Linked DNA regions of Capra hircus: region 2 is linked to region 1. The links are chromatin contacts, called in public Hi-C maps. All regions are on one chromosome and are shown on one strand. The core of a region is the stretch at or near the end of the contact, and the rest is flanking DNA. Distances in the headings are between cores, read along the strand shown. Region 1 overlaps LOC106502635. Region 2 has its middle 18 kb from the start of PTGS1.

Region 1 (5,762 bases), core at 1,777-4,276:
AGCCACAAGCGTGCAAGTAGGCAGGAGCCTGGGCTTCCTGTCTCAATGCATGAGCCGGCCACTACGTCAGTGCTTAGCTGGGCCTCAAGGAGCTGACCTCAGGGGCCACGGCCAGTCAGGCCTGAATCACTAGGATGGTACCCACCCACCCTGCTCATCTGCCCACTAGCCACTGTCCCGCATGCGTCAGCCTTCTGTATCTGCTGCTGTTGGGGCGAGACTGAGGGTCTGGAGCCATGGCAGGTGCTCCATAGAGAGGAGAGACGCAGGTGCTGGGAGAGGCTCAGGTGGGAGGAGGGTTGTGAACTCCACGCTCTTCACACCGGAAGCACCTCCTAATCCTTATACCTAGACTCCACCCACCTGTGGGCAGCCTCCCAGCTGCACCTGCACACCTGCCTTGAGTACCTTGAAGCAGTTGAAGCCAACAGCTTGTCTGGGCCCTCCAGGATCTGGGGCCCCCTGGAGCCTGGGAGCACTGCTGGTCTTGCTAGTCACGGTGATGCTGGAGTTGTGTGTGTTTGAACATCCATGGCGTGTCGCTGGTCTGGTGTGCCACGTGCAGTGGGTTCTGGTGAGGGCTGGCAGGCTCCGTGCAGGCGAAACAGACTGTGTACACCAATGTGGGGGCAGGCATTAGGAGCACAGCCCCTTCAGGCTGAGGCAAGTGTAAACAGCGGGGCTACAGGAGTGCAGACACACACACACACACACACACACACACACACACACAGGCCTAGATCAGCGAACACGAAAGTGTGGACATCGGTAGGTCTGTATAGGCCTGGGGGAGGGAGCTTCACCTTTTTCTTGGAAGACATGATGCTGGAGGGTGTCTTGAGGGAGTCAAACATCTCCAGGTCCAGGGTGTCGTGGCACACACAGAAGATTCTGGAGAATGGGGAGATGCAAAGCATGAGCTACACCTGGCAGCCACCAGGCCAGGCGGGAGCTGAGCCCAGGCAGGTCAGGGGCTAAGGCTGAGCTGAGGGGTCTCCAGACCTGTGGGTGGGATCACGCAGCCATAGAGCTGAGCCCTCATCCTCTGGCAGGTCTGGCCTCTGCAGAGAGATGGGAGATATGAGAAGGGCCAGGCCATGCCCTGGGTAAGAGTTGTGAGGTCCCAGCCTCCCATGCAGGAAATGAACAGACCCAGGCTCAGTGCAGAGAGGGCAGGATCATTAGGGGCTACCTGAGTTCTCCATGGGAATGGGGGCTCCTTGGGACATGAGGGCAGCTGTGACTTGCAGGGAAGCTGGCCAGCCCTGCCCTGCTCACAGTCCTTGACCAGAGCCAAGATTGGCTGTGGCCTTGGCCTCTAAAGGTAAAAAGACTCCAGCCAGATCTTGACCATACAGAATTCTAGGAGGGAAGAAAAATCCAGGCAAGTCGTCAGAAGCCCCCAGCCCCCAGCCCCCAGTTCCAAGAAGGGGGCCAAGCCAACTGTGGCTGGGGTACTTAGAATGTACCCATTTGGGGCCTGGTGCTTTGTAGCCCATTTCTCACTTGATCCCATCAAACCTCATACCAGGCGAGCCTTGACACTCCCCTTTTGGAACATTAGAAATTGAGATAGAATTCACCTACCATGAAACTCAGCTTTTTAAAGTACACAATCCCATGCTTTTTAGTATATTTGCAGGGTTATATGAATTCTTTCTGGTTCCGTCTGGTTCCTGAACATTTTCTCTGCCCCATAAGAAACGCTGTACCCTTGAGAGTCACTCCCCACCCCCCAGCCCTGGGCAGTCACTCACCTAACTGTCTCTATGGATTTGCCTTTTCAGGACATCATGCTCCAAGGGAACCGTTCCCTGTGTGGCCTTCTGTGTCTGGCTTCTCTCAGTTTTCCAGGTTCTGTGCTTCTGTTTATGAAAGGGGAAACTGTGGCCCAGACAGACACAGTGACCATCCAGAGTAACTTGGCAACCAAGAGTCAGGCCCCTGTACAGTGCCCTTTTAAGGGCCTCAGCTTGGGGTTTGTGGTGCGGGGAGCTGCAGGTAATGGAAAATCTCACTCCCCATCTGATAGGCAGCATAATTCGGCGGTGCTGTTTTTTGCTGCCATGCATGAGGGAGAATGTGGAGTCAGCATTGCCTGATACTAACACTGGCAAGCGATGATAAAAACAATAACAGCTAACATCTTGAATGCTTCTTTCGTATATAGAGCTTTTTCTTTTCTTTTGGAGGCAGGGGGGTTGGTGCACTGCATGGCTCGTGGGATCTTAGTTCTCTGACCAGGAATTGAACCTGGGCCCCAGCAGTGAAGGCACCGAGTCCTAACCACTGAACCACCAGGGAATTCCTGAAAAGAGTGAAAGTGTTAGTCACTCAGTTGTGTCTGACTCTCTGCAACCCCATGGACTGTAGCCTGCCAGACTCCTCCATCCATGGGATTTTCCAGGCAAGAATACTGGAGTGGGTTGCCATTTCCTTCTCCAGGAGATCTTCCCGACCCAGGGATCGAACCCAGGTCTCCCACATTGCAGGCGGACGCTTTCCCGTCTGAGCCACCAGGGAAGCCTGGGGAATTCCTAGGGCTGCCCTAAAGACGCGATATGCAAGCGTCTTCTCGTGTAGTCTTCGTGGCAGTCCCGAGGCAAGCACTGTCATCGTCCCCGTTACACAGACGCGGAAACCACAGCACAGGGAGGTTACGTAATTCAAGGACACGCCGTGAGTTAGTGGCGGAGGTGGGCTCGGAGTCCACAGAGTCTGACTTCACAGCGCCTGCTCTTATTACCTGTACCGGTGAACTATCTCTTACAATCTTTTCGGAGAAAAGCAGTAAATACAGATTTTAATGTGAAATCTCAACATTTTGAAGGTTTCTAACTGTTAGTAACTAACCACAGCTGGTTTTCAATACTGTACAGCCTAGGAAGTTTGGTTTAACACAAAGGGAGGGGAGGGGGGGCACCTTTGCCACTCTGCCCCCCTCCTTCCTCCTGATGGCTCTGGCCGAGGCGGGGAGAGCCTGTCCCGCGCATCCTGGGTCCAGCCACCGGCCACGCTGAGGCGGGCTGCCCTGCACCTGGCGGTGTGATCCTGGCCCACGCCCTGCCCACGTGCCCTCAGCAACCTGGAGAGAGAAGGTTCTTCCTCACAGGATGAAGAGCGATTAACTCAGCGCAGAGTCATGACTCAGTAACTCTTAGCTGTCTCAGAATCAACTGGAGATACCGCAGGCCAGTGATAGCGTTTACTGAGAGCTCAGACATTCCAGCTATAGTGCAATGCACTTTCCACGCATTACCTGGTTCAGCCTGAAGTTTGCCTTGCTGGTTATGAGCCCAGGGCTGCAAGTCAAGCAGCCTTGCTCAAATCTGCCACTTCTTAGCTGTACGACCCGGGGTGGGGGGCTGTTACTCAGCCTCTGAATGCCTTTATTTCCTTTCTTGTAAGGTGGGGAGTTCCAGAAAAATTTCTATTTCTACTTTATTGACTATGCCAAAGCCTTTGAATGTGTGGATCACAATAAACTGTGGAAAATTCTGAAAGAGATGGGAATACCAGACCACCTAACCTGCCTCTTGAGAAATCTGTATGCAGGTCAGGAAGCAACAGTTAGAACTGGACATGGAACAACAGACTGGTTCCAAATAGGAAAAGGAGTACGTCAAGGCTGCATATTGTAATCCTGCTTATTTAACTTATATGCAGAGTACATCATGAGAAATGCTGGACTGGAGGAAACATAAGCTGGAATCAAGATTGCCGGGAGAAATATCAATAACCTCAGATATGCAGATGACACCACCCTTATGGTAGAAAGTGAAGAGGAACTAAAAAGCCTCTTGATGAAAGTGAAAGAGGAGAGTGAAAAAGTTGGCTTAAAGCTCAACATTCAGAAAACGAAGATCATGGCATCTGGTCCCATCACTTCATGGGAAATAGATGGGGAAACAGTGGAAACAGTGTCAGACTTTATTTTTTTGGGCTCCAAAATCACTGCAGATGGTGACTGCAACCATGAAATTAAAAGACGCTTACTCCTTGGAAGAAAAGTTATGGCCAACCTAGATAGCATATTCAAAAGCAGAGACATTACTTTGCCGACTAAGGTCCGGCTAGTCAAGGCTATGGTTTTTCCTGTGGTCATGTATGGATGTGAGAGTTGGACTGTGAAGAAGGCTCAGTGCCGAAGAATTGATGCTTTTGAATTGTGGTGTTGGAGAAGACTCTTGAGGGTCCCTTGGACTGCAAGGACATCCATCCAGTCCATTCTGAAGGAGATCAGCCCTGGGATTTCTTTGGAAGGAATGATGCTAAAGCTGAAACTCCAGTACTTTAGCCACCTCATGAGAAGAGCTGACTCATCGGAAAAGACTCTGATGCTGCGAGGGATTGGGGGCAGGAGGAGAAGGGGATGACCAAGGATGAGATGGCTGGATGGCATCATGGACTCGATGGACGTGAGTCTGAGTGAACTCCGGGAGATGGTGATGAACAGGGAGGCCTGGCATGCTGCAGTTCATGGGGTCGCAAAGAGTCGGACACGACTGAGTGACTGAACTGAACTGAAGGTGGGGAGAATAAAGCCCACCCTTAAGGCTACAGTGAGGATTCAATGAATTAAAACCTAAAACTCATAGTAACTGAACATATTTAGTGAGCACTAATGCAAGTTAGCTTTTCTCCTAGGCCACCGTTGATTCCCCTTTTATGTTTCGGGAAACAGAGGGCAAACGAAATGGAGAGATTTGTCCAGGGCAGACATTCTCAGCCAGGGGTACTTTTACTCTTGGGGGACGTTAGTTAATGTTTGGAGACATTCGTGGTTGTCACATCTCAGGAGGTGCTACAGGGATGCTGCTAAACACCCTGTTAAGCAGAAGACAGTCCCTCCGGTCTTACCCAGGAGGGTGTGACCTCTGTCCTTAACCAGGTCAGGACTCCACAGGGGAAGGGTAGGGAGTCCACCCTCCATTCCCTGACGGCAAGAAGGCTGAGGCTGAGAGGCTTTAGTCTGATTTCAGTTCAGTTCAGTCGCTCAGTCGTGTCTGACTCTTTGCAACCCCATAGACTGCAGCATGCCAGGCCTCCCTGTCCATCACCAACACCTGGAGTTTACTCAAACTCATGCCCATTGAGTCGGTGATGGCATCCAACCACCTCATCCTCTGTCGTCCCCTTCTCTTCCTACCTTCAATCTTTCCCAGCATCAGGGTCTTTTCAAGTGAGTTCTTCATATCAGGTAGCCAAAGTATTGGAGTTTCAGTTTCAACATCAGTCCTTCCAATGAATATTCAGGACTGATTTCCTTTCCTCTGATGTAGTAACCTCACTAAGAAGTGACACCATCGGGGTCTGGGCCCAAGCCTGGAAGCGGGCTGGTGCAAGGTGGCGGCCACGACTCCCCTGCTCTGCTGCCCCTCGGGGCGTCCCATCTGAGTCCTGGACAGGAGCAGGCTCCGAAACAAGAGGGTCATGCAGCCCAAGGTCTGGAACTGCAGGACTGGGTCCCAGGTTTGAGGCCTCCCGGCCCTGCTTTTGCCCACAGCCCCTGCCCCTCTGAGATGGCCAGCTGGCAGGCACCACGAAGAGGCAAGGTTCATGTGATGCATGGGGGGAGCCCCACCCTCAGTAACCCCACCCACTCCAGCCTGCACCTCTGACCCATCATTTGAAGGCTGATGCACCGCACATCAAGAGCGGTATTTTGCCCCCAGGGACTTCCCTGGTGGCTCAGAGGGCCTGCTTGCGGGAGACCTGGGTTCCATCCCTGGGTCGGGAAGATCCCCTGGAGAAGGAAATGG
Region 2 (5,094 bases), core at 46-2,545, 210 kb before region 1:
AAAGAAGAGGAGTCAGAGATGTGAGGTCAGAGATCACCTGGGAGCTCCCAGGTGAGAGGCTAAGACAATCAGTGCCAGCAGGAGCATGAACTTCAGAAAGTGGAGCTTTGCTAGGATGGACCACATCTTGGGTCACAAATCAAGTTTCAGTAAATAAGAAAACTGAAATCATATCAAGCATCTTTTCTGACCACAACGCTATGAGACTAGATGTCAATTACAGGGGGGAAAAAAACTGTAAAAAACACAAACACATGGAGATTAAACAATACATTTCTAAATAACGAACAGGCTACTGAAGAAATTTAAAAGGAAATAAAAACATTCCTAGAAACAAATGACAATGAAATCATGATCAGTCAAAACCTATGGAACGCAGCAAAAGCAGTTCTAAGAGGGAAGTTTATAGCAATACAGTCCTACCTCGAGAAACAAGAAAAATATTGAATAGACAACCTAACTTTACACCTAAAACAACTGGAAAAAAGAACAGAAAAACCCCAAAGTTAGGAAAAGGAAAGAAATCATCAAGATCACAGCAGAAATACATGAAAAAGAAATGAAGGAAACAATAGTAGAGATTAGTACAACTAAAAGCTGTTTCTTTGAGAAGACAAAAAAATTGACAAACCATTAGAAACTGGAGTCTTGGACCCAAAAAGTGAGATTAAAAGCCAGACACACCAGCTCAGAGCAGAAATTCAAGGTTGAGTACCAAGCTCAGAGGCCAAAGGGAAAGGTTCAATTCATTGCTTTTATTTATTGAGCACCTACTATGTCCCAGGCAGAGTTCCTGGCCCCAGAATACCACAGCCAACAAGACAAAGTCCCATGCCTCAACAGGGATCACATTTGGGGTTGGGGGGTGGGAGGTGGAGAAGAAATAAACATTATTATAAGAAAACATAGAAACCCACCAAGTAGAGAGAGAGAAATGATATGAAGAAAATTTGACAGAGTAGTCTGTAAGTGGGCTAGTTCTTATAGGGTGGTCAGGGAGGGCCTCCCTGAGGAGGTGACATTTGAGCTGAGCTCTGAATGAGCTGGGCCTGCTTGGGAGGAGGGGGTGGAGTTGCGGAGTCGCCAGCCTAGAGAGCCTGCAGATCCACACTTGGAAGTCGAGCGGGCTGGGCAGGAAGTCTGGCCCCCTGTAACCATATCCCCAGGAAGGAGGAAGCCAGGAAGGCGCTTTCAGCAGTCGTATTCATCAAGGCCGGCTGCACTAACCCCCAGGCAGCACCAGGGGCTCCTCAGGGCCCCTATCCACCTTTAGCCGCCTGGGGAAGAGGCAGCGAGGGGGAGTGGGGAGGGAGGGCAGCCTACAGTGGGCCCTGGATTCTCTTCCAGACAATAAATGCTTCCAGGTTCCTGGGGAGCATTCCATGGGTCACAGCCGCATCTGATCTCAATTACCCCTGGTGTAGGGTTCCCAGGCTGGGCGGGGGCGGAGTGGAGTGAGGGCGGCTTCTCCATAATCAGAATCTCCTGGCCCAGGGGGTGAAGGCACCCCATAACAGGTCCCCCAAATTCCAGCACTCAGGGACTGGTTTCTCCTCTGGCTGTTGGGTGAAAGGTCTCTGCATTTTGCTGCGTGACCTGGTTCAAGTCACTTAACCTCTCTGGGCCCTTCTGTAAAATAGTGAGGATTCCACCTTTTCCTTCAAAGGCTAGAGTACAGTCCTGGCCTGGAGGGCAAACCTCAGCACTGTTGGCTGGGGTGGGCTGGGCTAGAATGGGGTGGGCTTACTGTTGTTGTTCAGTTGCTCAGTCATGTCCAGTTCTTTGCGACCCCCATGGACTGCAGCACGCCAGGCTTCCCTGTCCTTCACCATCTCCTGGAGTTTGCTCAAATTCATGTCCATGGAGTCAATGATGCCATCCAACCACCTCATCCTCTCTCGCCCCTTCTCCTTCTGCCTTCAATCTTTTCCAGCATCAGGGTCTTTTCTACCTTGATTAAATCTTAACCCTTCTGCAAATACAGCCCCACCCAAGAGTATGCTGCTAAAGTCACAGGGATTAATATCTCTTAAAGGCTCAATGGTAAAGAACCTGCCTGCAATACCGGAGACACAGGATCAATCCCTGGGTCGGGAGGATCCCCTGGAGAAGGGACCAGGAACCCACTCCAGTATTCTTGCTTGGGAAATCCCATGGACAGAGGAGCCTGGCAGGCTAAAGTCCATGGGGTGGCAAAGAGTTGGACAGGTCTGAGCACGCAAAACAGACCAGGGACAAGCCCCTCTCCGCCTTCCTCAACCTGCCTGTGCCAGACGCTTCTCCTTTTCACCCCGCAGTTCACTTCAGCCCACCTCCCAGGGGATGTGAAGATCAAATGAGAAACGAGTGGGAAAGGTGCTTTGAAAACAGCCACACCAGTAACCCTGTTCGTTTGATCGATTTTGAGATGGACAACAACAACAAAAACTACTGCCCTTCCAAGCGCCAGAAAAAAAGACCCTTTATTTGCATAAAGGCTGTTGGATACCGTTTCTGTGATGATCTTGAGCTAGTCTTCTCCCGACCCCGCCAGGCCTCAGTTTCCCCATCCATAACAGAGCCTGCAGACCAAGTTCCATCCTGAAAAGGGTCTTTGGGGGCGTTTGTCATGGGAAGCGCCTTTTGCACAAAGGAGTGTCACTCAAGCTACACTGGTGGGCGATTTTTAGTAGATAAAACATTCGCCCTGCAGCTGGGATTTCACCGCCTCCCTTCGGTTCCCAAGGGACTGCGGCGCAAGGCTAGGTTTTCAGTGGGACTAGCAGACTGGAGGGGACAGAGGGGAGGGGCGGGACGCAGGGAGCGCCTGGGTTGCTACGGAGGTGGGCTTTCAGGAGCTTTATTTTCTTTCACACCCGAGGAAACGCAAGCTCGGAAGGCGGCGAGCCGGGATTCGAACCCGCGGACGCCGGGCCGCAGGGGTGGGGTGCATCCCCTGGAGCGGATGCCGGGGGTCAACGGAGCGCGGGGCCGCGCTTCCTCCGGCCGCCCAGGCCGCTGGCCGGCAGGCCGCTCGGCAGGCGCTGCTTTGTCCTTTTATGTTCGCGCGGGGCCGGGAACTCCCTGCCCGGGGCCGCGGCCGGCGAACAATGCGCCGTTTCCTGCCGCCCGGCCCGCCGCGGCCCCGCGCCCGCTCCCCGCCCCGCGGCCGCCGGGAAGTGAGCCGGAGCCCTGCCGGCCGCGCCGGTACAGCGGGTCGCGCCCCGGGAGACGGCGGGGGCCGGGGAAGGGCCGCGGGGGGGGGCAGAGGCGGCAGCCGGTGGGCGTCCGTCCCTTCCCGGCGCACGGAGCCCGCGGCTGGCTCAGGTGGGACGGGTCCCCGCGTGCTCAGAGGCCCGGGCGCGCGGGGCACCCAGGGACCCTCTCAATCCCGCACAGTCCCCCACCCAGCTGCCCGCGTGTCTGCAACGCCCGCGGCCTGCGCTGGGCGCTGCGATTCAGCAGGGAGCAAAACCAGAGACGCCCCGGTCTCCTGCAGCCAGCAGTGCGGCCAGGGGGAAAGCAGTGAGCCTCACACATCACTGAATCATTAATATATCGTGTATTTGAAAGTGACAGACAGACACTACTATGTATAAAATAGGTAACCACTGAACACCCGTTGTGTAGCACAGGGAACTCTATTCAATGCTCTGTGATCGCCTAAATGGGAAGGAAATCCAAAAAGGAGAGGATGTGTATATACCTATAGCTCATTCACTTTGCTATAAACAGAAAACTAACACGATATTGTAAAGCAACTATACTTCGACAAAAAAAATTTTTAAGTGATACTCTTATGGGAGAAAATAAGAGACTGGCACGGGAAATTGGGTCTCTTTTAAATGGGTGGTTATAGATGTTTCTGGAGTAGGAAACGGCAACCACTCCAGTATTCTTGCCTGTGAAGTCCTATGGACAGAGGAGCCTGAAGGGCTACAGTCCTTGGGGTGGCAAAAGAGTCCAACAGGACTAAGCAAGTAAACAAAAAAAACATAGATGTTTGGACTTCCTGGTACTTCAACTGGTAAAGAATCCGCCTGCAATGCAGGAGACCCCAGTTCGATTCCTGGGTTGAAAAGATCCCCTGGAGAAGGGGTAGTCTACCCCCTCCAGTATTCTTGGGCTTCCCTGGTGGTTGGGAAAATCCCCTGGAGGAAGGCATGGCAACCCACTCCAGGATATCTGCCTGGAGAACCCCATGGACAGAGGAGCCTAGTGGGCTACAGTCCTTGGGGTCACAGAGAGTCGGACATGACTGAGCAGCTAAGCACAGCATAGATGTTTAGCTGAGAAGGTGACATTTGTGCATAGATACACTGAACATGAGTCATAAACAGACATATACATCTCAAAAGAATACACAATATATCCCATCTGTGCATGACACACACGCGCACTGTTTACATTGATGAGCCTATGTACACCCCATGCATAATACATAATATTATGTGCACACAACACTTTACATACATGTGCCCCTATGAGGCCACGTATGACGCAGTGTATCTGTACAGTATCAGTGTCCTCTACACCATATTTGCATCTATATGTATCACCTCTCTGCACACACATTTATCTCCATGCCTCAACCCAGATATCCATCATTCCCGTATTTACATATACTCTTCAGCTCCCCAATACAAGGTCTGGTGTACAAGTACAGGCTCGTATATATCACATACCTCAAGTATGTGATTTTTCTAATTTCATAAGCCACTTGTCAATATAATGCATCATAACACATTAGAGCCAACTCATTGGAAAAGACTGATGCTGGAAAAGACTGAGGGCAGGAAGAGAAGGGTGCAACAGAGGATGAGATGGTTGGATTCATCACTGACTCAGTGAACATAAGTTTGAGCAAGCTCTGGGAGATGGTGAAGGAAGGGAAGCCTGGCATGCTGCAGTCCATGTGATCACAGAGAGTCGGACATGACAGCGACTGAACAACAACACATTTATTTACATGTCTTGTGTTCATTAAGTAAAATATATCACATCTGTATATACCTGAGTATGTATATTGTAAACCTTGGAGTAAATGGACCCCTGTACTAACTCTTCCCACAAATACACCTACACAAGTCTCTCCCACACAAATATACTGTATCC

The links. A called contact is a pair of places that touch in the nucleus more often than the background predicts.
Region 2: a Hi-C map of blood shows a contact between it and region 1, with 13 times the contacts expected there. The contact joins two enhancer-like sites. A contact is called at or near these places in 3 of 5 Hi-C or Micro-C datasets (all in blood).

The regions. Positions count from the first base shown.
Region 1 is chr11:92,591,870-92,597,631 of ARS1.2, reverse strand. It overlaps LOC106502635, which reads right to left. Exons shown (of 7, transcript XM_013967758.2): 4 at 1,003-1,061; 5 at 804-891; 6 at 409-609. Among named protein-coding and RNA genes, the nearest start is that of TTLL11, 18 kb to the right of the region's middle. Within about 2 kb of position 3,026, at least 1 of the 5 cell types and tissues checked has an H3K27ac peak or open chromatin away from gene starts, as enhancers often do.
Region 2 is chr11:92,805,467-92,810,560 of ARS1.2, reverse strand. No RefSeq gene overlaps it. Among named protein-coding and RNA genes, the nearest start is that of PTGS1, 18 kb to the left of the region's middle. Within about 2 kb of position 1,295, at least 1 of the 5 cell types and tissues checked has an H3K27ac peak or open chromatin away from gene starts, as enhancers often do.